2 separate regions of the Bos taurus genome follow, and region 1 is linked to region 2. The links are chromatin contacts, called in public Hi-C maps. All regions are on one chromosome and are shown on one strand. The core of a region is the stretch at or near the end of the contact, and the rest is flanking DNA. Distances in the headings are between cores, read along the strand shown. Region 1 holds the start of SHQ1 (SHQ1, H/ACA ribonucleoprotein assembly factor). Region 2 holds the start of PPP4R2 (protein phosphatase 4 regulatory subunit 2).

The links. A called contact is a pair of places that touch in the nucleus more often than the background predicts.
Region 1: a contact with region 2 is called in a Hi-C map of liver, with 1.6 times the contacts expected there. The contact joins the promoter of SHQ1 here to the promoter of PPP4R2 in region 2. A contact is called at or near these places in 2 of 11 Hi-C or Micro-C datasets (liver and skin fibroblasts).

The regions. Positions count from the first base shown.
Region 1 is chr22:28,834,459-28,837,158 of ARS-UCD2.0, forward strand. It overlaps SHQ1 (SHQ1, H/ACA ribonucleoprotein assembly factor), which reads left to right and starts at 1,270. Exons shown (of 11, transcript NM_001035049.2): 1 at 1,270-1,483. The coding sequence starts at 1,341.
Region 2 is chr22:28,704,117-28,706,816 of ARS-UCD2.0, forward strand. PPP4R2 (protein phosphatase 4 regulatory subunit 2) reads right to left here and starts at 1,430. Exons shown (of 9, transcript XM_002696957.7): 1 at 1,170-1,430; 2 at 140-221. The coding sequence starts at 1,203.

The DNA of each region.
Region 1 (2,700 bases), core at 20-2,519, 130 kb after region 2:
GAGTCCTAATTAATTTTCAAGACTCATAAAAAGTTGGAGGTTGAAAAGGTTTTTTAGGTTATCTGATCCACTGTCTCCAGAGATGACTTTCACTTGCCTTTCACTGATATTTAAAATCAGGAAATAAAAACATTTCTTGGACTATTCTAGTAACTGGTGGAATAACCAGAAATAAAATGAGAGGGAAGGAAGGCCAAGGGAATATGCAGGGGAGGAGAGAGCCTAGTGGGAGAGGCATTGAGAGAGTATGGCCAGAATAAAAAGGAGAAATACAAGGAAGAGAAATAAAAAAGACAGAAAAGAGGACCTCGAATAAGTGTAAGGAGAAAAGTGAGAAAAGGAAAGAGGAGAAAGCACAGAGGCTTTGCTATTCGTCATTGCAGACACTAATACGGTTTAAGAGTCAGATGTTACGGATTTTGGTAATTGTAAAATGCATGATTGTAAGACATATTGCTTAACCTTTGTGAGTCGTGTTCTTCGGCATTCGTGGTGTAGATTAAAAGAGATGAGTGGAATGGACGTTCACTAAACGAGCAAATTCTGTTCAATTAAGGAGTTAGGAAAAGGAGAAAAGTGGCAGAAACGGACAGAGGGAGAGAGGCATGGAGGGAAAGAGGAGGAGATAGAAATCGGTAGAGAATGAAGGAGAGGGAGAAAGGGGAGTTATTGACAAGGCAAGTGAGAACTAAGGAAAACCACAGTAACGGTGTTTCTGTGGTTTCTGCGGTGACGGCTCCAACACACCGGGCCTCGACAACTTGCCGGGAACCTTGTTAGAGCTTAACATGCACAAATGCATGCTATCCTCACACCGTTTCTACGAGGCTAGGTTTCTAACCTTATTTTATAGAAGAGATATCTGAAGCATAGAGAGGTTCTGTAACTTTCTCAAAGTCGTAATTCTGGGTATTGGAAAGAAAGAATTTAAACGCAGGTTTCACTGCCTGCAAAGCCAATGCTGTTAAAATCATCTCTTCTGCTGCTGCTGCTGCTAAGTCGCTTCAGTCGTGTCCGACTCATAACCCTCAAAGAAGCTTAGTGGCTCTGAGGTGGATTCTTGCCCGGGTTCTTGCAAGTTATGCCCTGGGTTCAATTTCTGCGCACAAAGCCTCACTCCTCCGGTCCCTTCTCTAGCTCCAAGCGCACAGCGTCCCGTCTTCATGGAAACCGGCGCGAGGCGGGATTTCCTCTTGCACGCACGCGCACTTCCGCCTAGAGCCGGAAGCACCGTGTCTAACAGCGGGTACCAGCGCGTGGGTACTTCTTGGAGAGTTTCAGTGGCAGGCCCGCGGCGGCTGCGAGAGTGGTCGACTTGGGCGCCCGAGTTCGGCGTGGTGATGCTGACTCCGGCGTTCGATCTTAGCCAGGACCCCGACTTCTTGACTGTTGCCATCCGCGTGCCTTACGCCCGAGTCTCTGAGTTCGATGTCTATTTCGAGGGAGTCGATTTCAAATTCTACGCCAAGCCGTACTTTCTCAGGCGAGTTCCGGGTGTTTGGCTCTGGGAAGAGTATGTTTTGGGGATTCATTTATTCATTCATTAGATAACTGCTTATCGAGGGAGGACTTCTCGGCATCGCGACTGCCTTTTTCCGAGGTACCAGCAGCAGGTGCCGAGGAAGCGAACTCTTTCGGGCTTGCGCTCTGAATGCTGCAGAAGCTTATTGTTTCTTATATCTTCTTACATCCCCGCCTGGAAGAGATTCCGGAGCCACTTTAGAACGCAGAGTTTGGGACCATAATCGCCTTTCCTGTTTTTGTCCTGTCGCCCTAGTTCTTGTCCCTTTTCCTGTTTCCTTTTCGCTCTGCGTTAGTCCTCCTTGTCCTGAGACAGCTCACGCTGCCTTCCCTACTAACCTGTCGGTTTGACTTTTTCAGTCCACGTCGTGTTCGCCGACCTCCTGGCTGACGCTTTCTCTTCCTTGAAATTTTCGCCTTTCTTGGTCCGGCTGATGCCATAGTCTCCTTCACCTCTTCGTTGTTTGGTTCTTCTCTAATATTACCCCTTCATTGTCGTTGTCATCCCGCAAGCCTCAGGGAGGGACCTTCAGCTCTTGTTTGCATTTTTCTCCCTGCAGAACCGTAACATCAGTGGTAACAGCTGACCTCTTCTCCCCCTCGTGTGGTGGGGCAAGCAGTGCGTTTAAGTGAAGGATTAAGTGCTTGTGTGCATTATCTCATTTGGCCTGGATAGCGATTCTTGGAGATCAGTTCAGTTCAGTTCAGTCGCTCAGTCGTGTCCGACTCTTTGCGATCCCATTGAATCGCAGCACGCTAGGCCTCTGTCCATCACCAACGCCCGGAGTTCGCTCAAACTTATGTCCATCGAGTCGGTGATGCCATCCAGCCATCTCATCCTCTGTCGTCCCCTTCTCCTCCTGCCCCCAATCCCTCCCAGCATCAGAGTTTTTTCCAATGAGTCAACTCTTGGCATGAGGTGGCCAAAGTATTGGAGTTTCAACTTTAGCATCAGTCCTTCCAATGAACACCCAGGACTGATCTCCTTTAGAATGGACTGGTTGGATCTTGCAGTTCAAGGGACTCTCAAGAGTCTTCTCCAACACCACAGTTCAAAAGCATCAATTCTTCGGCTCTCAGCTTTCTTCACAGTCCAACTCTCACATCCATACATGACCACAGGAAAAACCATAGCCTTGACTAGACGGACCTTTGTTGGCAAAGTAATGTCTCTGCTTT
Region 2 (2,700 bases), core at 180-2,679:
ATAAATGCTTTAAATATGGGGCTTGTACAATTTAGACAGATGGATTAGTCAATGCTTGTGAAATACACTTCTGTCCCTTTCCTAAGCGATTCTTAAGGACACACAGGTTTATGAATACGATTACATGTTCTCAACTCACATTGTTTCTCCAGTCTTGGCTACATGACAAAGAAACTGATCCAGGACCGGACAAACTTCTTTTTTCCCCCTCTTCTCAAAATCTAGATAAGGGAAGAAACAAAAGTTATTAGTATTTTTCAAAGTCCACCAGCCATTTCCAATGCCCTTTAAAAACAAACTTTCCTCTCCAGTCATTCCTCATATTAAGAAATTAATTTTTTTTTTAATTTAAAAAGCCTCCCAAATAAATTCCACCTGACTCTCCAACTTCACATGTCACTCTTTACAGATAACGAGACCCTTCCTAAAGGGGGCACTTCTCCACCAACCATCCTTAATGTAGTCCGGGGATTCATCTCAAAGACCTGTTAAAATACAAACCCCAAATCCCAACACCCCCCAAACTGTTTACGTGAGGTTGATAAATCTGCGTTATATGAAACACCAGCTCCCTCTTGCAGTCATCAACCAATGATCCTTGGTATCAAAGTCTAATTCTCAAAACGCTGCAATCACGTATTCTAAGTTCTCAAGCCTGTTGCTCGGACGGCGAGCAGTTCGGAGCTGGGAAGGCGACCACTTCAGAATTGGGGCGCGTGGAAAATGACTCCAGAAGCTTTGAAAAAAGGGCCTCCAGAGACACTTAAAAGTTGCTCTGCCGCCCCCTCTACCCCCGCCCTAAAACCTTTCACTTTTTCTCTCCCCTCGTAGTCCGGTGTGCAAGGGGATGACAGAGAACGAAGCCTGCCTGCGAGGGGTTTGCGGGCCCACGAAACGTTCACGGGGAGTGGGAGAGGGACCGGGGCCCCCTCGAGAGCTTCCCGACTCCCCTCCCCCAGCCCAGACGCCGGCGGCCGACACAAAGCCCAGAGCGGGGCGGGAGGGAGCTGCCCACGGGGCTCCCCGCCCCCGGGAAAGGGGGAGGGGGATGGGAGCCGGGGAAGCGCGCCCTCCCCCCAGCCTGGCCCCGCGGAGTCACTCGCCCAGAAGGGAACGGAGAGGCGGCCACGGAGGGTGAGGAGGAAGGGAGAGGGGGCAGCTACCCCCACCTTTCAGCGCCTCCTGCAGCCTCTCGACGTCCATGGCTTCCCGGAGTCCCTCGCAGCCTCCGCCTCCTTCCGCGGGTCTCCCGGGGACCGGAAGGCCTCCCCCCACCCCCCCGACGCCCTCCCCCTCCCTCGCACACACTCCGGCACGCAGGCGATTCGGGGGGGGCACCGAAGGGAGCTGGGGGAAGCGAGCGAGAGAGCGAGACCGAGAGAGCGAGCACCTCCCCGAGCCGCTACCACCAGCCCTCCAACATGGCGCCCGGCACGTCACCGCGCGCACGCTCCTCTCCGCCGTCCTCGCGCCCGCGGCGCGTCCGGACCCGGAGCCCGAGAGCGCGTGCGCGGCGAGGCGTGCGGCCGCGGCCAGCCCCCAGACCCGGTAGGGCCGCCCCGCCTATCCCTTGGGTTGGCCGGAGCTGCCTGCACCAAGCTGGAGGCGGAGTGGTCTAGGCGGCGGGGCGGCGCAAACAGTTTGACTGTGGATCCCTGCTGTTGACTAGCTGTGTGACCTTGAGCTATTTAATCAGTCCCTCTGAGCCTCCCTTTCCCCGTCTGTACAATGATGGGAGTAGTATGAACCACTCATTACGGTTGCTGTGAAAACTAATTGAGACTGTATACACACAGAACACGCATTAAAAAAAAAAAAAACTCAATATCGCTAGTAATCGTGACAAAATTAACTCCCTGCCTGAACCCAAAGCACCTCAATGGCCCAGCTTAGAAAAGGAGTAAACGCAGCAAAAGCATGAGAAGTTTAAGCAGTGGAACCAACTGAATTTAAAGTCCAACGCAACTATTTATTACTACTACTTGTGTGACCTAGTTGCTTAAACTCACATAGCTTCTGTTTTCTGATCCACAAAATGGACGTTGGTGAAACTGCGACGATAAACCATTGAGCACATGTGGTGCCTAGAACATAAGCACTCAAGTTCATGTGGCTGCTGTTTTTATTATTATGGTTTTGATTACATTACATAAGCGCCCAGGAAGTTAGGGCGGAGACCTCAGAAGTCCTCTCCCAGCCCTGACATCTCACAAATGGGATAGCTGAGGCATAGAGACATAGACTAGCAAAACAGGAGAACCTAGAACCTCTGGCAACCAGCTAGTGTGTGAACGTTTTTATTACTCTCCCTTGTCTGTGAGCTTTTCAAGAAAAGTTACTGAATTGTTCCACCATCGCTTCTCAAAGCCTAACACAAAGGAAGGAAGAGAGGGAGGCAGGGAGGACAGAAAGCTAATTCTTGACTGGTGTTAGAAAGTGCAAATTTAGATACAGCCATCACAAGTGTTGACCCTCTTAAAAGATAGTGGCTTTGACCCTGACCGTAGGTGGCAGACGTAGGGAAAACCCCCACTACAAAAAAATAATTTCTTCAATTTTGCCATCAGAGAACTAGTCCCTAGTATCTTTAGACCCTTTCACTGTTCTAAGCATCCTGTTCAGTTACAAAGAGCCTTGTAGATGTATTAGAATGGTGTCTTCACAGTGGGCCAATGCTTTAAATGCGCGCATGCTTGTGTT